2 separate regions of the Sus scrofa genome follow, and region 2 is linked to region 1. Evidence: chromatin contacts called from public Hi-C data. All regions are on one chromosome and are shown on one strand. Each heading gives the region's core, a stretch centred on a gene start, on an enhancer-like site or on the middle of the called end of the contact. The rest is flanking DNA. Distances are from core to core; before and after follow the strand shown. Region 1 holds the start of C17H8orf4 (protein C8orf4 homolog). Region 2 has its middle 50 kb from the start of C17H8orf4.

What was found. Hi-C and Micro-C count contacts between places; a contact is called where the count stands out from the background.
Region 2: a Hi-C map of retroperitoneal adipose tissue shows a contact between it and region 1, with 3 times the contacts expected there. The contact joins the enhancer-like site here to the promoter of C17H8orf4 in region 1. A contact is called at or near these places in 1 of 5 promoter capture datasets (liver), 22 of 47 Hi-C or Micro-C datasets (adipocytes, alveolar macrophages, embryonic fibroblasts and 12 more) and 1 of 2 datasets of contacts at active chromatin or transcription factors (skeletal muscle).

What each region holds. Positions count from the first base shown.
Region 1 is chr17:9,439,993-9,443,327 of Sscrofa11.1, reverse strand. It overlaps C17H8orf4 (protein C8orf4 homolog), which reads right to left and starts at 1,840. Exons shown (of 1, transcript XM_003360552.4): 1 at 275-1,840. The coding sequence starts at 1,562. The coding sequence ends at 1,242.
Region 2 is chr17:9,489,284-9,492,842 of Sscrofa11.1, reverse strand. No RefSeq gene overlaps it. Among named protein-coding and RNA genes, the nearest start is that of C17H8orf4, 50 kb to the right of the region's middle. Within about 2 kb of position 2,217, at least 13 of the 83 cell types and tissues checked have an H3K27ac peak or open chromatin away from gene starts, as enhancers often do. A contact at or near this core is called in omental adipose tissue and retroperitoneal adipose tissue, where this site is marked.

The sequences.
Region 1 (3,335 bases), core at 591-3,090:
GCCTTTTAAAACTCACCCTCCGTGGACACATAAACAACTATACTGATGTCAACCCATGAATTTCTATGTTGGTATCTTATATTTTAAAGTTAGGGCAGAGAAACTCTCTATATACTTTATGTAAGAATTTGCTTTGAATAAGTATGACAATTGATCTAAAGTTACTTCAAAAGTACCTTATATTCCTAGAGTAAAATCCTTAGAAAAGTTTATAAGAATAAAAATTACCACCTTATTTTTCCTTTGAGATCAATCATCACACACCAAGAACAGCTACGTTTATAATAATTTATTAAGGTTGCATATCATTTGTCATGTATAATAAATTATAGAAACCGTAGCATATTTATAAACTATTAAGTGTATCATATTCACTTCCTAATGCTTACTGCAGTAGCTAAGAGAAATTTAGGTTATATTTTAGCATTAGTTAGAAGATTTAAAAAAAAACTGTAAAGTTCATTCACAGTATTTTGGATTTATGAAGGACCCCATCATTTAACTTGTGCAACCGATGTGAAATGCATAAAAAACCCTTAATAACCAGAAGGTGGCGTACGGTTTCACGGAGCTGCTGAAAACACCACAGTTCCTTAAATTTGTACCTCCACCCCTGCGGTGCACTTTTAAGGCATTGTAATAAATGCAAATAAATGATCAATCACTGATCTCTTAAAAAAACGACCCATAGACAACACTGAAGCTTGGCAATATTTTGAACATTCAAATAAAAAAGTCGGTAAGCCATTGCCATGTGAAAGTCTCTCTCCTGTGCGTTCTCTCCCATCTCCCTCCCACCACCCAGTTTGCTTAAAGGAAAAAAAAAAAAAAAAAAAAAAAGTTCCGGTTGAGTTTAAGTCCTAGGGTCTGACTCTAAGACCCTGGCTGCAATTCTTCTCCAGCCTTCTGTTATATTGAATTCTCATTACAATTACATCTGTCCAGACTTTTCTCCCAACGTGAGCATCAGTCCTTTCCCCGGGGGAGAATTTTCCAGTGCCGGCTGCAAGCATTTCTGTCTCCGCTGTCACAGCGGCTATCACAGCACAGACGTGAAGTTGATCGGAGTCTTTGTAACCAGTTCATCTGCTCCTTTCCTGCCTCAGAGTCCTCAGGTCCTGGTGCAAGAGAAACTTGCAAGGCAGCAACCGCGAGATGCTGTGTGTGTATTAGGGTCTCGCGGACTCAGGTGCTCTTTAAACGTCCGTTCTTGGATAAGGTCCTTATCCATCTCCTGGTCCTCAGTGAACTTTGATGGAATATTTCTCCAGTTTCAGAAACTGGAAGAGCTTGTCTTTCGTCCTCTTCTTCAGGGCCATCAGGGCTCGCGTTTTCTCCTCCAGATCCTGATCGATGGCGAAAATGATCTTCGCTCTCTCCTCTGCTTTCTTGTCCCCCGAGTTTTTGAAGAGCCTCTGGAGCGCTTCTTGGTCTATGTTTTCAAAGATGTTGCCCACGGCTTTCTTGCGGGAGGCCGTGTCGAAGTGGTAGCCGCGGATGGACGGGCTCACGCGCAGCGAGGTGGACATGCTGACGGCTGGGTGGCTTGGCTTTGCTTTCATCGATGATGTGGGAATCTTCGGGAATTCTGCTCCAAGGCTCTCCAGAGAGTCTGTAGCGAAATCGGTCCCGGGTCGGCTATTTAAAGGGTGAACAAAGCTCAGGGCTCAGATTACAGTGGTGACATCAGAGTGATCTGGAGGCTGAGTGATCAGAGACCGGTTTAACAGTTGAGTTGCCAAAATCTCCATCCCCTGCAAAGGGTTCCTAACAGCTGTGCTCAGGGATGGGGTTGAACGGGGGTGGGAGTAGGGGTGGGGGGGATTTCTTTCTCCCTAGTCGGTGGCAAGAGCATTAAACAGACTTGGGCCCTTCTATAGGGGAAAAAAAAAAAAAAAAAAAAAAAAAGCTGAAACCAGGACAACCACCGCCAAGATAAGAGACAAACAGTGTGGCTAACACCCTCAAAATCTTTCCAAACAGGACCCAAACAAAAAGTTCTGCTAGCAGCCTTAATTTCTAGAGAAGTTGCTAGAGGACAGTTCAAACATTTGGCAGCCCACACCGTCCCCTTTAGACATTGCTCCACAGGGCGATTCCCGGGCTATGAAGAGAAGCTTAACAATCCAGGACACCGATTCCAAATGGGAGTCTGTTCAAAACACAGACAGGACACAGCCTGAGTCCATGACAGTTCAGAGCCAGCTGCAGACAAGAGCTAATCTGTAATAACTGAATTAAATTGGAATTTCATAAAAGTAATAGTCATGACAGCCAACATCTCCTTAGGTTTAAGTACACATCAACAACAGTATCAAAAAAAAAAAAAATTAGGGAGGACAACTTCAAAGGCGCTTTATGTACCTAGCACCCAAAGGAATGAGTTGACATATTCCTTTAATGTTTATTTTGGCAGCACCCAGACATAGTCAGAGCAATACCTTCTTTGGAAGAATTTAAATGGGTTCTTCCCAACAGGAAACTCAACTCAATATTCTGTGATAACCTATATGGGGAAAGAATCTGAAAAAGAGTGGATGTGTGTATATGTATGACAGAAGCCCTTTGCTGCACAGCAGAAATTAATACAGCCTTGTAAAGCAACTACACTCCAACAAAATGTTGGATAAAAAATAAAAATAAAAATAAATAAATCACTTCTTTCCACATTCACGATATTCAGCCAGTCACTGTCCTCACTCATGAATGGAACATTACATGTTAAGTGTCAGTATCCCAGTACCCAGTGATTTCTCTTTGGGGACCTGCTGCTGGGTCCTAGGATGCTCAGAGACAGGGCCGGCCTTTGTTTTCCTCTCATCTAGTTATCTAGAAAAATCTGAAAAAATGTGGTGAAAGTACCTCACTTGAAAACCAAGTTTGAGACTCTTCTCATACCTTCATTCGTTCACTCATGTATTCATTGGACTCATTTTTCCATCAGTATTTAGTAAAGGGCAATTTTTATTTTTTGTCTTTTTGCCATCTCTTGGGCCACTCCTGTGGCATATGGAGGTTCCCAGGCTAGGGGTCTAATCAGAGCTGTAGCCACCGGCCTACGCCAGAGCCACAGCAACGCGGGATCCAAGCTGAATCTGTGACCTACACCACAGCTCTTGGCAATGCCGGATCCTTAACCCACTGAGCAAGGGCAGGGATCGAACCTGCAACCTCATGGTTCCTAGTCGGATTTGTTAACCACTGAGCCACGATGGGAACTCCTAAAGGTCAATTTTTAGCCGGAGTATTTCTAGGTAGTGGAAATGCAACAGGAAACCACACTAAACCAAAGAAAGGAAACAAAACATCCTGATCTTACCTTAATGGAATTTACA
Region 2 (3,559 bases), core at 968-3,467, 49 kb before region 1:
TGTATGGTCATGGAAATGGGGCTGGTCATTCTGAGATAAATATCAGGGGAATGGGTACCACGTCCTCTTTTTCTCATTTTCATTTAAATTGAACCTAAATTGCTTCTCAAAGACTCTGAGAGTCTCCACTGCAGCTTCAGCAGGTATGAATCTTCCACATACGGCACTGCGCTGGTTCCACCATTAGAGGGCAGCAGAGTTGCAGTATGTGTTGTGTCTGTCCTTTCCAGGCAGCTAGAATCCCTGTCCTATAGCCATTTCATTCTGCAGTTTCCAGGAGGAAGCGGGCTGTTTGTGATGCTGGCAGGGGACCATTGGAAGATGATTGTGTTGTATTATAGCCTATTACTGTAAGGTAAACAAATAAGAAGTTTTGGTTCATCTCTTTAAAATCCAGTCCCTTTGCTTATCAATGATATTCACCCAAGACCACCTTCCAGCTTTTATTTGCAAGGATTACACTTGAAGTTTCCTTGCCATAGGGGGAAGCGGTCTGGGGAAGCCGTCTAATGGAAGATGACAGAGAATACAAGGGGTTTGTGTTGTGAAATATGCTAAAAAAAAAAAAAACGCATTAAATATGGATAATCAGGAAAATAAAATACCGTCATAGAGGAATGAAGAAATAAAATGTTTAAGAGATTATCCAAGGATGCCATCTCAAGGCAACTTGAGATATTCAACTTGAGTTTCAACAGGGATTCAGATGGACTCATGCCAGAGATTGGGAGATGACCTTTCTTGTCCTGGTGTTCAGCTAGAAATGCTCCATTCTATTGATGTAAAATAATGTAATTAGAGGCGTGTAGCAGGAGGGAAATGATGTCCATTCGCAAGAGTGGATCATTCCCCCTCAACGTTGTTCATGAAAATCTTTAGTACCAGAGAGTCCAATGTATTTATAAAGGAGAGCACAGTAGTTTTCATATGGGTCTGGAAAAAAAAAAAAAAAAAGAATCGGGAAGAATGAATCCTCTTCTTCAAATTCCCATTATAACACATTCCAAAGACTAAAGGAAAGGACAATTGGATGATCCGTTCCACAGTTCTGTTTCCTTAACGCAGACAACTGATCTTTGCATGTAGTTTGGAAATGTCACTTGAAAAAAGGAACATCCAGGCAGAACTAGGAGCAGAAAGATTAATAGATAAGCTATTAGGCTCTTGATTCAAAATGTCACCGTGGAGCATTCCAGTCTTTGTGTCTGTGAATCACCATCCTGTCCCTGTCCCTTCTTTTTCCTGGTACTGTTAGAAGAGCCTGATGCTGGGAATACAACCAAGGTCATATGTTTGGTGCCTGTTCACTCAGGAGGCTGAGCTCTAGGAGGGCTTCTGCTGCCCCATCCCAGGCTCCTTGCAAAGACTCTAAGTCCAACAGTGGCTCCTCTGTACATGGTCTTAGTCCAACACATCCAGATTGGATTCTATTTGTAGTCCCACCTTTTTCTTGTCCATGGGTTCCTTTCCCCAACTCCAAGCCTCATCCTAATTCCAGGTCTGGGTCTCTACTTTCTGGACAAAGGCTTCCCTGAGCTTCAGAGCCTAAGCCGGAGTTCTCCTCTGAACTCCAATGGCATTCCACAGGTCACTTTATGAAAGTTGTCTTATTTGACTTGTGATCAGACCTTTATCTTTTAATATATGGCAAGTTCCTTGAGGACAGGTGTAGTTTCTTCTTTTTTGTGAGGGCACACTACTCCCAGGTGGCTTTGTGAAAATTAGAGACTTCAAGAGGATTCGTTGCCTGGATTAATGTTGTGGTCCATGCCCACAGGAATGGAAAAAGAATTTCCCAGCATAGCCAAGTGAAGAGAGAGAAGAGTTTATTGAGATAAGAGATGCTGCCAGTGCAGCAGGATGATTCCTGATGATCAGGGGGAGCAGACCCAAAGTGTGTGGTTGTGTCTGTTTTGAGAGCCCAGGGACAGGAGAGGTCTTGTGATACACCTGCTGACCTGCTGATTGGCTGGGAAAAGATGGATCCTAAGATACACTTGCTGGTTTGGGCATATAAGGCCCCTTATCCCATAGGGGTGGGGTAAGGAGTGGGCCACGTACCTTTCCTAGTAAGGGCAGGAAGGAGCAGGCCAGGTTGCTCAAGGTGGGGAAGGAGCGAAACAAGGAGATAAGTGGGGCAATGATAAGGGTCTGGTCATTCTAGTCTTGGCCAGAGGCTTGGAGTTCTATCTCCTTGAAGGAGCCTTGAAGTCCCACAGTTAATGCATTAACTAAGCTAGCAAATATGTTGCTAAAGACCCACAAGGAATAAAGTAAGCTTGGCCTGGTTCCATTCCTGGAAAACCAATTAACTATTAACTAACAACACATTTGAGTAACAATACATTTGTGTATCAAAGAAAGTACTCTTCTGTTTTCTCTTTTTTCTCTGTAATCCTTTTCTTAAATTACAAATGTACAAAAATGTCCAGACTGGGAGGTGATGAATCACCATGGTGAATGCAGCCAACAAAGTCAGGAATAAATATGAAATCTCACTATCCAGACATACGGTTTGATTTATCCTTGGTACCTGCAGCTCGCAGATGGGAGTGACAGGAGGGCTCGTTTATGGTTCAGACTCCAATTTCTTCCCTGAGCAGGAACAGAGGGAATTTTTAAAGCGGGGCAGTTTGTAAGGCAGAAGAATCTGAAGGATCTGACACTAAAGGAACACAAGGGGGCGCCCTTTCCAACTCAGTCACAAGAAAGAAAGATTCCCTTGGTTCCAGAGATGCTGAGGGCAGGCATGAAGCACCTAGGAACACTTGTATTCAATTTTTGCCTTTTTCAATCCAAAAAATTGCAATATATATATATATATGATATATATTTATGTATTTTATATATGATTGCATGTCTGTATATATAAATAATGTACATGGTGGAATATACTGTTCTAAAGAAATATGTTGAGAGCGTATCTAACAAAAATATTCTACTAAATTTTAGGCTTTTATTTTCATGCCAGAAGCAACACCTGAATTCATGATTTAGCAGTAAATGTATGTCTTTCCCTCTATGCATACGTGTAAACTCTGCATGTTGTTTAGTATTTCATGTGTCTTGTTCTACACCCTGTGATTTAAGGGAAAATATTCTGGCCTGGGATTCAGGAGATCTGAATTTAATCCCATTTCTCCCACTGCACGACTTGAGACTAAAGATAATGAACCGCTCTTTCCTTCTATTTCTTCATTCTGTGGACTCAGAGGGTTGGATTAGATGGGTTCTCAGCTCCTTTCCATGGTAATTGGTTTCCCTGGTCTATGAACAAAGATGTTTCTATTCAGTCTTTGATAAATACTTGGGCTATGGACGTCAAATGAGTATAAGCCATAAATATCTAACTTTGGGGGTTCTTATTAAAAGAGCAAAATCGCTAGAAATTGAATCAGACTCACATTGAATCAGGATAACCAGACTATGTTTTAGAAACCAGAAGGGGGTACTTCGGCTCGGAGGTCAAAATGTTTTTGTGGATTTTCTGCATAAGCGTGTTACTCATGAGATCTCAGACTGACTCATTTTGAGTGACTAGGTTAGTTCTATAAATACA